Linked DNA regions of Mus musculus: region 2 is linked to region 1. A link is a contact called in public Micro-C data. All regions are on one chromosome and are shown on one strand. The core of a region is the stretch at or near the end of the contact, and the rest is flanking DNA. Distances in the headings are between cores, read along the strand shown. Region 1 holds the start of Tlr4 (toll-like receptor 4). Region 2 has its middle 67 kb from the start of Tlr4.

Evidence for each region. A called contact is a pair of places that touch in the nucleus more often than the background predicts.
Region 2: a contact with region 1 is called in a Micro-C map of muscle stem cells, with 2.0 times the contacts expected there. The contact joins the enhancer-like site here to the promoter of Tlr4 in region 1. A contact is called at or near these places in 2 of 39 promoter capture datasets (the 3T3-L1 cell line and macrophages), 6 of 484 Hi-C or Micro-C datasets (macrophages, muscle stem cells, myocytes and 3 more), 2 of 115 datasets of contacts at active chromatin or transcription factors (the 230-238 cell line and bone marrow-derived macrophages) and 1 of 9 other capture datasets (adipose tissue).

The regions. Positions count from the first base shown.
Region 1 is chr4:66,825,966-66,829,745 of GRCm38.p6, forward strand. It overlaps Tlr4 (toll-like receptor 4), which reads left to right and starts at 1,586. Exons shown (of 3, transcript NM_021297.3): 1 at 1,586-1,956. The coding sequence starts at 1,867.
Region 2 is chr4:66,892,936-66,896,715 of GRCm38.p6, forward strand. No RefSeq gene overlaps it. Among named protein-coding and RNA genes, the nearest start is that of Tlr4, 67 kb to the left of the region's middle. RefSeq lists an enhancer at 1,457-2,355. Within about 2 kb of position 1,841, at least 45 of the 459 cell types and tissues checked have an H3K27ac peak or open chromatin away from gene starts, as enhancers often do. A contact at or near this core is called in bone marrow-derived macrophages, muscle stem cells, myocytes and 1 more, where this site is marked.

The sequences.
Region 1 (3,780 bases), core at 336-2,835:
TATACCTTCATTCTCATAGTAGCAAATGGAGAACTGGCTTGTATAGCTTGACTGCTGTCATGCATCTTTTTTTTTTTTTTTCTCTTCAGAGGCAGATGGATCTTTGAATCAGAACAATGAAGGGACCCAGTCTCTCCATGGAAGTGGAGACTGTACATAATTTTGCAGGGGGCTTGGGTTTTATATGGTGAAAAGGGGGATTTGGGGATAGAAGTTTCATAATGCAGGTCAGTTCTCCTGAAGTCTCAGTGGAGGTTGGAGGTTGCTGGTATTTTCATCTTCTTATCAGAAGCTTCCCTGGGAAGCTACCACATGCCAGCAGTCCACAGATGATCCAAGCAGAATCACATAGCCTTCTAAGTGTATGTATTCTAAATATTAGTATTTAGATATGTCAAATAATGTAAATATGTAAAGAAGGAGGGAGGTAAAAACTGTTCTCAGGTTTACAGGGCTGAAAATGAGGCTCAGGAAATAAAATCATTTGGACAAGGTGATCTGGTGTTTAGTCATCTGACCTGACCTTTACTTCAGCAACTTCTGATTCCCTTCACTACTTCTTCACTAGCAGTGTCACATGTAGAATTATGTACTGTTCCCTAAAATTCATAGGCTGTGCCTGTTTCTGTGACTGCAATTTAAAAATTCATCTCCCAGTGCCATGTCCTATGACTTGAATTTAATGAGATAATTAAAGTAAACTAATGTCTTATGGGTCTGCCTTAATACAATATAACTGATTATTTTAAAAAAAGAGGTCAGGGGCCAGGGAGATATCTCAGTTGATAAAATGTTTCAAATTCATGAAGACCTGCAGATCCTCAGTAACAGCATTTAAAAAAATGAAATAAATAAACAAATAAAAAGCAAACATCGTAAAAAAACAACATCACAAACAACAAAAACCCGAATGCTGATATCTATAATTCCAGCACTGGGAAAAGGCTAGCTACAGGTGGGAGATCTCAAAACTTAACTGATCAGTCAGTATAGCCAAGGAATCAGTACCAGGTTCAGTTAGAGACCTCGGCTCCAAAACAATGGTGGAGCCTCTTGAGTTTCTCCCACAGCTCACGAGCCTGCTCCTATCTTTCCTGAACGTTCTCCTTTTAATAATAAACACTATGATCCTGTTTCCAATAATAAATAGTAATTAATAATAAAAGAAGATTGAGAACTGAGAACTGCAGAAGGCACTCAATAGTGAACTCTGGCTTTTACACACACACACACACACACACACACACACACACACACACACACACACACACACACACACGAAATATACATCCCCCCCGTGAACGAATGAACACGTACACACATAGGTAAAAGAAAGCATCATGACACAAGACACGGCAACTGATGATATCTTCATCCTGGGTTTTAATCTCTAGCATTGTGAGAAAATATGTTCCTCTAGTCTGAAACATCCAGTCCCTAATACTGTGCTCTGGGAGACTTGGGAGTCTAACTGAAGCAGTAAGCATCCTCTGTTGAAAATAAAGAAGGAATGAGGATGTTGCTCCACGCCAGTTCCCTGCCTTCACCAAGCCCAGAGGTCAGATGACTTCCTGGGATGAAAGCCAGCTTCCTCTTGCTGTTCCTCCAGTCGGTCAGCAAACGCCTTCTTCCTGTTCTAGTCTTCAGTCTTCTAACTTCCCTCCTGCGACGGGGCAGATCGATTCTAGAACAAAACCAAAAGTGAGAATGCTAAGGTTGGCACTCTCACTTCCTCTTTGAATATAGTACTTGCAGAGGGGCACCCACTGGGAGGGAAGAGGCAGGTGTCCCAGGGACTCTGCGCTGCCACCAGTTACAGATCGTCATGTTCTCTCATGGCCTCCACTGGTTGCAGAAAATGCCAGGATGATGCCTCCCTGGCTCCTGGCTAGGACTCTGATCATGGCACTGTTCTTCTCCTGCCTGACACCAGGAAGCTTGAATCCCTGCATAGAGGTATGTGTCTTGATCGCATGTGATCACACCCTTTCCTGCTAGCCTGCCTTGTTTCTCAAAACTATCCACAGCTCAGAGCTCCCTGTGTGTGCTCTGCTTAGTTTATTTTGCACGAAGGAGTTAAACTAACCAAAAACTTGAGAAGCCTTGGCAACAAAAAGCCTCAGTGTTAACACAGGGCAGGAACAGGCAGCCAGGGGTGTCTTGTTTCATTTAAGGCGTCTGAGTCATGATTTAGGGACTTGAAATTAGTAAAACTAGTTTATAGTCATTGTTCTGTGACATACCTGAGAGTCGTTAAAGAACTTACTGAACGTCTCTGAGGCCAGTATTCACGGGACGAAAGCATGACTGTAATCACTGAAAAATGTAAGTAGGCTGTAATTTCAGGGCTTTCTGTGGGAACTCTGGCCACTCAGCTTTTAGCGGTCATTCCTTCCCTTTCCAAATCAAGTGAAGGTAGCTGTGTCTTTTCTGCTGCTTTCGAAGCATCTTTGAGATGCTTTGAGTGGTAGCTCAGCAGGTAAGGTCAGTGGCTGCCAAGCCTGATGAAAATCTGAGTTCAAGCCTCAAGCCTCACAAGTTAGAGGCAGGGAATCTCCTCCTTTAAGATGTCTTCTCACTTGCAAGTGTCTGCCTTGGCAGGTGTGTATATGCATGAGCACACACACAAATGAATAAAGGGAACAATTGTCTTAAATGAAAGAATTTCTATTAAAAAATAAAACAACAAAACACACAAAAACACAAAGACTTTTCTAAGTGATTTTAGTATTCTGCAACTAATTCTAGGAGATAAAGAAATGGGAGGGGTGAGGGAAGGAGAGGGACAGAGCAACTTAAAACATCAATTAGTTACTGCTAAGGCAGTAACTCCCGTTTTGGTCGAATACTGAGTCGTGAGTAATCTGACCCATGACTCATTCTTGTTTTCCTCCTGCACAGACCACGCAATTATCTTAGAAGCTCACAATAGAACTGAGCAAACAAGGAAGGAATTCGGGGTGAGGTAGGCTCAGAAGCTCAAAACTGGTTCAATGAGTTAAGATACATGACATTCACATGGGGAAAAATACTGTTAATTTTAAAAAGTTATAATCACAGTATCTTGCTTTCTGATTCCTCAGTTATGTTGGCAGAGATGGAATTTCCAATCAGTGCTACACTGAGATAAAATCCCGTTGCTCTTGGTGTCTGGTGTGCTTTGTCAACTCTCAAAGCTTGCTTGTTCCTTCTGTAAGCCAGGTCTCAGGGCCCTTGGCCTTGTCTTCAGGAGTGATTCCTGACTGGTTTCCTAGTTCATATTCCTTTCTATACCCACACACAGTTTCTTCTTTATTTGTTGTTATTGGTCCAGGGGCTTAGATTTATCAAACTACTCCTTTATACTCTTAATAACTCTTTGGAACCATGATGGTTGCTTCATCCTACAGGGCCTTAGCACTGCCTAAGCTAACTACACACACCATCATCCCTCACCTAGGTCAAGGCTCACCATGCTAAAATTATGGAATCCCTGTATATAGTTTAAAACTTCACTGTTGATCAAATTGAAAAATTAAGAATAAATGCATCAAATTAGTTTCAATGATTTTTATGCAATTAAATATAGTTATGATGCGTGAAATATAATAAAAGCATCCCACACTAACACTGGCTAAGCACTAGCCTCAGGTCTGTCTCCAGCCCTATGGACAGGCCGAGGAGAACATGTTCTTTCCTTTAGCCAGGGTCTGTCTCACCCATGCCTGCTCTGTGTCTCCAGAGCTCTGAAATTGCTCTTTTCACCAGGCTCCATAAGTTACCATGGCTGGCTGATGCCAA
Region 2 (3,780 bases), core at 591-3,090, 67 kb after region 1:
CTAGCATTCCTCTACGCTGGGGTATCAAGTTTTACAGGACCAACGGACTCTCCTCCCATTGATGACTGACAAGGCCATCCTCTGCTACATATGGGACTGGAGCCATAGGTCCTTCCATGTGTACTCTTTGGTTGATGGGGTACTGGTTAGTTCATATTGTTTTTCCTCCTATATGGCTGCAAACCCCCTTAGCTCTTTGGGTTCTTTCTCTAGCTCCTTCATTGGGGACCCAGTGCTTAGTCCAATGGATGGCTGTCAGCATCTACTTCTGTATTTATCAGGCACTGGCAGAGCCTCTCAGGAGACAGCTATATCAGGTTCCTGTCAGCAAGCAACAATCCTTTTTTTTTAATTGTATATTTTCTTTGCTTACATTTCAAATGTTATCTCCTTTTCCCGTTTCCCTGCCTCCTGGAAACCTCCTATCACATCTTCTCTCCCCCTGCCTCTATGAGGGTCTTCACCCACCCAACCATCCACTCCCACCTCCCCACCCTCGATTATCCTTCACTGGGGCATCCTCTGTTACATATGCAGCTGGAGCCATGTGTACTTCTTGGTTGATGGCTTAGTCCCTGGGAGATCTGGGAGGTCTGGTTGGTTGATAATATTGTTCCTCCTATGGGGTTGCAAACCCCTTCATCTCCTTCAGTCCTTTCTCTAACTCCTCCATCTGGGACCCCACACTCAGTGCAATGGTTGGCTGTGAGCATCTGCCTCAGTCTTTGTCAGGCTCTGGCAGAGCCTCTCAGGAGACAGCCATGTGATCCTTTTGAAACTGGTTTGCTATGAAATTTTTCATGGATGTAAGATGAGCCCTAAAGAATAAGCAACTGTTATCAAACAAAGAAAAAAGTAGACATTGTATGCAACAATGATCAAAGAGATACAGTGGCCTGAAAGGAGAAATTTCCAAGGACACTGACAGAAGTGGTCTAGAGTCAAGAGAAGCAAGAAGCATTTACATTCGATTTTGAATCCAAGTTGGATCAGCAGGTTGATATGGAAGGGTTAAAAGTAGTTATTGCAGACGATCTGTATTTTAGAGTAATTACTTTGGGGTCTCTGGAATGATCAGGAATAGAGGTGAGGAAATGGAATATTTTTCAAAACTCTAGAATAGAGCAATGGCAGTTTGATCCAGAGGCATTGCCTTAAGCACTGGAGAAGTGTCAAGAAAAAAGAAGGAAGAAAGCCAGGTGACAGCCTGGCTGAGATAGAGCCAAGTTGGTAAAGTATGAATTTGCCCCTTTCGTGCCTTAAGTGACAGATCATGTTTATATACATCATGAAGAAGGACACTGCTGAGGAAGAATTTTTTTGGTTTGTGTTTTTGTTTTGTTTTTGTTTTTTTTTTTTTTGTTTTTGTTTTTTTTGTTTTTTTTTACCTTGGGAAGACAGAGAGAAGAAAGTGTCTCACAGGAAGGGCAAAAATACCCTGGGATAGGATAGTGGGTCGTATCAAATTGGGGGAAACAATAGGTTTTATGACCCTAGGTTTTAGACTGTAGGTCCGGTCCACGGGAACATTAAGGCAAGCAGGACATTGCAGGTATATCAGCATCTGTAATTGAGAATGAACTGTAATGGAGTTGAACCCTATCTGGCATAATTACACTGGCTTTAACATAAAGAGTTGCTAGAGTGAAGCTGTCAGAAGAGCAGGGGATGGGGGAGGGACTCTGAAACTTCAAAAAAGCAAAGATAGAATTTTTTTTTTTTTTTTTTTTGTGTGTGGCTGGAAATGAGTCATTTGTCAGCAATGCCAAAGATGTGCTGACAGCTCTTCTAGAGAGATGACGGGACACCCTGGGAGGAGGGCTGGTGAAGGTGTCAACTTCCAGTCACCAGGGGCCATGTGTGGGGTAAGAAGTGTCAGTCACATCACACGCCTGCCCTGACCTGGGTTTAGAGGGAAACCAGGGTCACAGCACAGTGTTACTTTAGCCTTGTAACCAAGGAACCCTGTTACCTGCCTCTGTCAGTAGAGAACTGACAGGCACAGAGAGTTCAGCGCTTTAATTTCTCAGGGGATTTTCAGTTGAAAAGAAGAGTAGGAAGGCAACACTTAGGGAAAGAAACTCAGAGGCTTGGTGATGGGAGGGAGCTCTAGAAAGAGCAAGGGCTTCCCTAAGGTCATCGTGGAAGAACACCGAGGTCTAAATCTCTTCCTTACCCACTTGGTAAGTCTAGCAGCTCTCTCTGGGTCCAGAAAGCTTGGAAGGAATTCCAGAAACTGTCAACCTGCCACAGCCATGAGGCCTCAGCTCTTTAAATCACTGTTTTACCGTCTATGCGAGCCCGTTGAATACTTACTTGTTTGGGCTCTGGCAGTGGATGCCTTTATGGGCTCTTTCTGTTTCCATTGCTTCTGCTACAGTCCTCGCTGCCTCCACTGGGACCCTTTGGAAGTGAATCGTTCCCAGTTCACCATGGTTTGCTAGGCTTCATTTTGATTCGTTCACCCTATAGTGATTCAATCTCAAGCCACCCAAACAGTGGTCATGCCACTATTGCAGTAGAGCACATATTTGTTCAGTAGATCATTATTGTACCTCCCTGGCCTCTGATCTGGGTGAAACTGTCAGTGAGTTTCCACCCCAAGCCTACATAGCACAACCTGGCTTTATGAAGGCTAGCTGGAGCCAAAGTCCCACTCAGCTCCACCTTGATTCCCCATATATCCTACAGCCAACGTGTTTAGTGTCTTCGTCAACTGTCTTAATACCGACTAGACAACTTTTCTTTGTCCTCTGCTCTCTATGTATTTGTTCCTTTTAGTGTCTTAAACACAATGACAATAGTGTGTCATTCTTCTTGGTTAAGCCTGTTTATCCATCCCTCCATTTAGGCTAAATATCACATCTTCAAAGAGCTGTTTCCTGATCCTAGTTTAACTGGAACATCCTTACATATATATTTTGTTTATTTTGTAAATCAAAAACATTGATTTTTAATTCTTACAGCAGACTTTTGTTATATTGTTGATATGATCACCTCTATTCTTTTTTAACAACATTCAGCCAGGAAATGTTTCTTTCGGTTGTATCTTTATTATTAAAAAAATGCCTAATATAGATGCTACACAAAAATTTGTAGAATGAATATGCTTGTATGAATCAAAAAATGAACAATAAGAATTAGTTCAGCTACTTTGGTAATCAGATTCTTCATGTAACAGATACCACAGAAATTTTACCTAACAAGCAAAAGAAAATCAAGCACACTTACCAACAACTTTCCACTCATTTTTAGCACTGCTTCACTCTCATGCCTCCTGCTTCAGGTAGCTTTGAGAGGTAGAAGTTAGAGAATACTGTGCATGAGACCACTGGGTCCTGATATCTCTAAAAGAGCTTGTTGAAATGCAGAACTCTGAAGGCCCCACCTTCAGTTCTTCTAATTTAGAAGGTTCACAGTGAGTTTTGGGAATTTACATATCTGGGAGTTAGGGGAATTGGGGAGATAGCTCAGCAAGTAAACTGCCTGCCAGGCAAGCAAGGGAATTTAAGTTTGGGTCCCTAGCAGCCACAACTAGATAACCTTCATGCTCCACTAATTGTCCCAAAGGAACATTATCTGCATTTCTTTCTTTCCTTTCCCTTTCCTTTTCCCTGTCCTTTCCTTTCCTTTCCTTCCCTTCCCCTTTCTTTTCTTTTCTTTTCTTTCCTCTTCTTTTTCTTTCCTTTTCCCTGTCCTTTCCTTTCCTTCCCTTCCCTTCCCTTCCCTTCCCTTCCCTTCCCTTCCCTTCCCTTCCCTTCCCTTCCCTTTTCTTTCTTT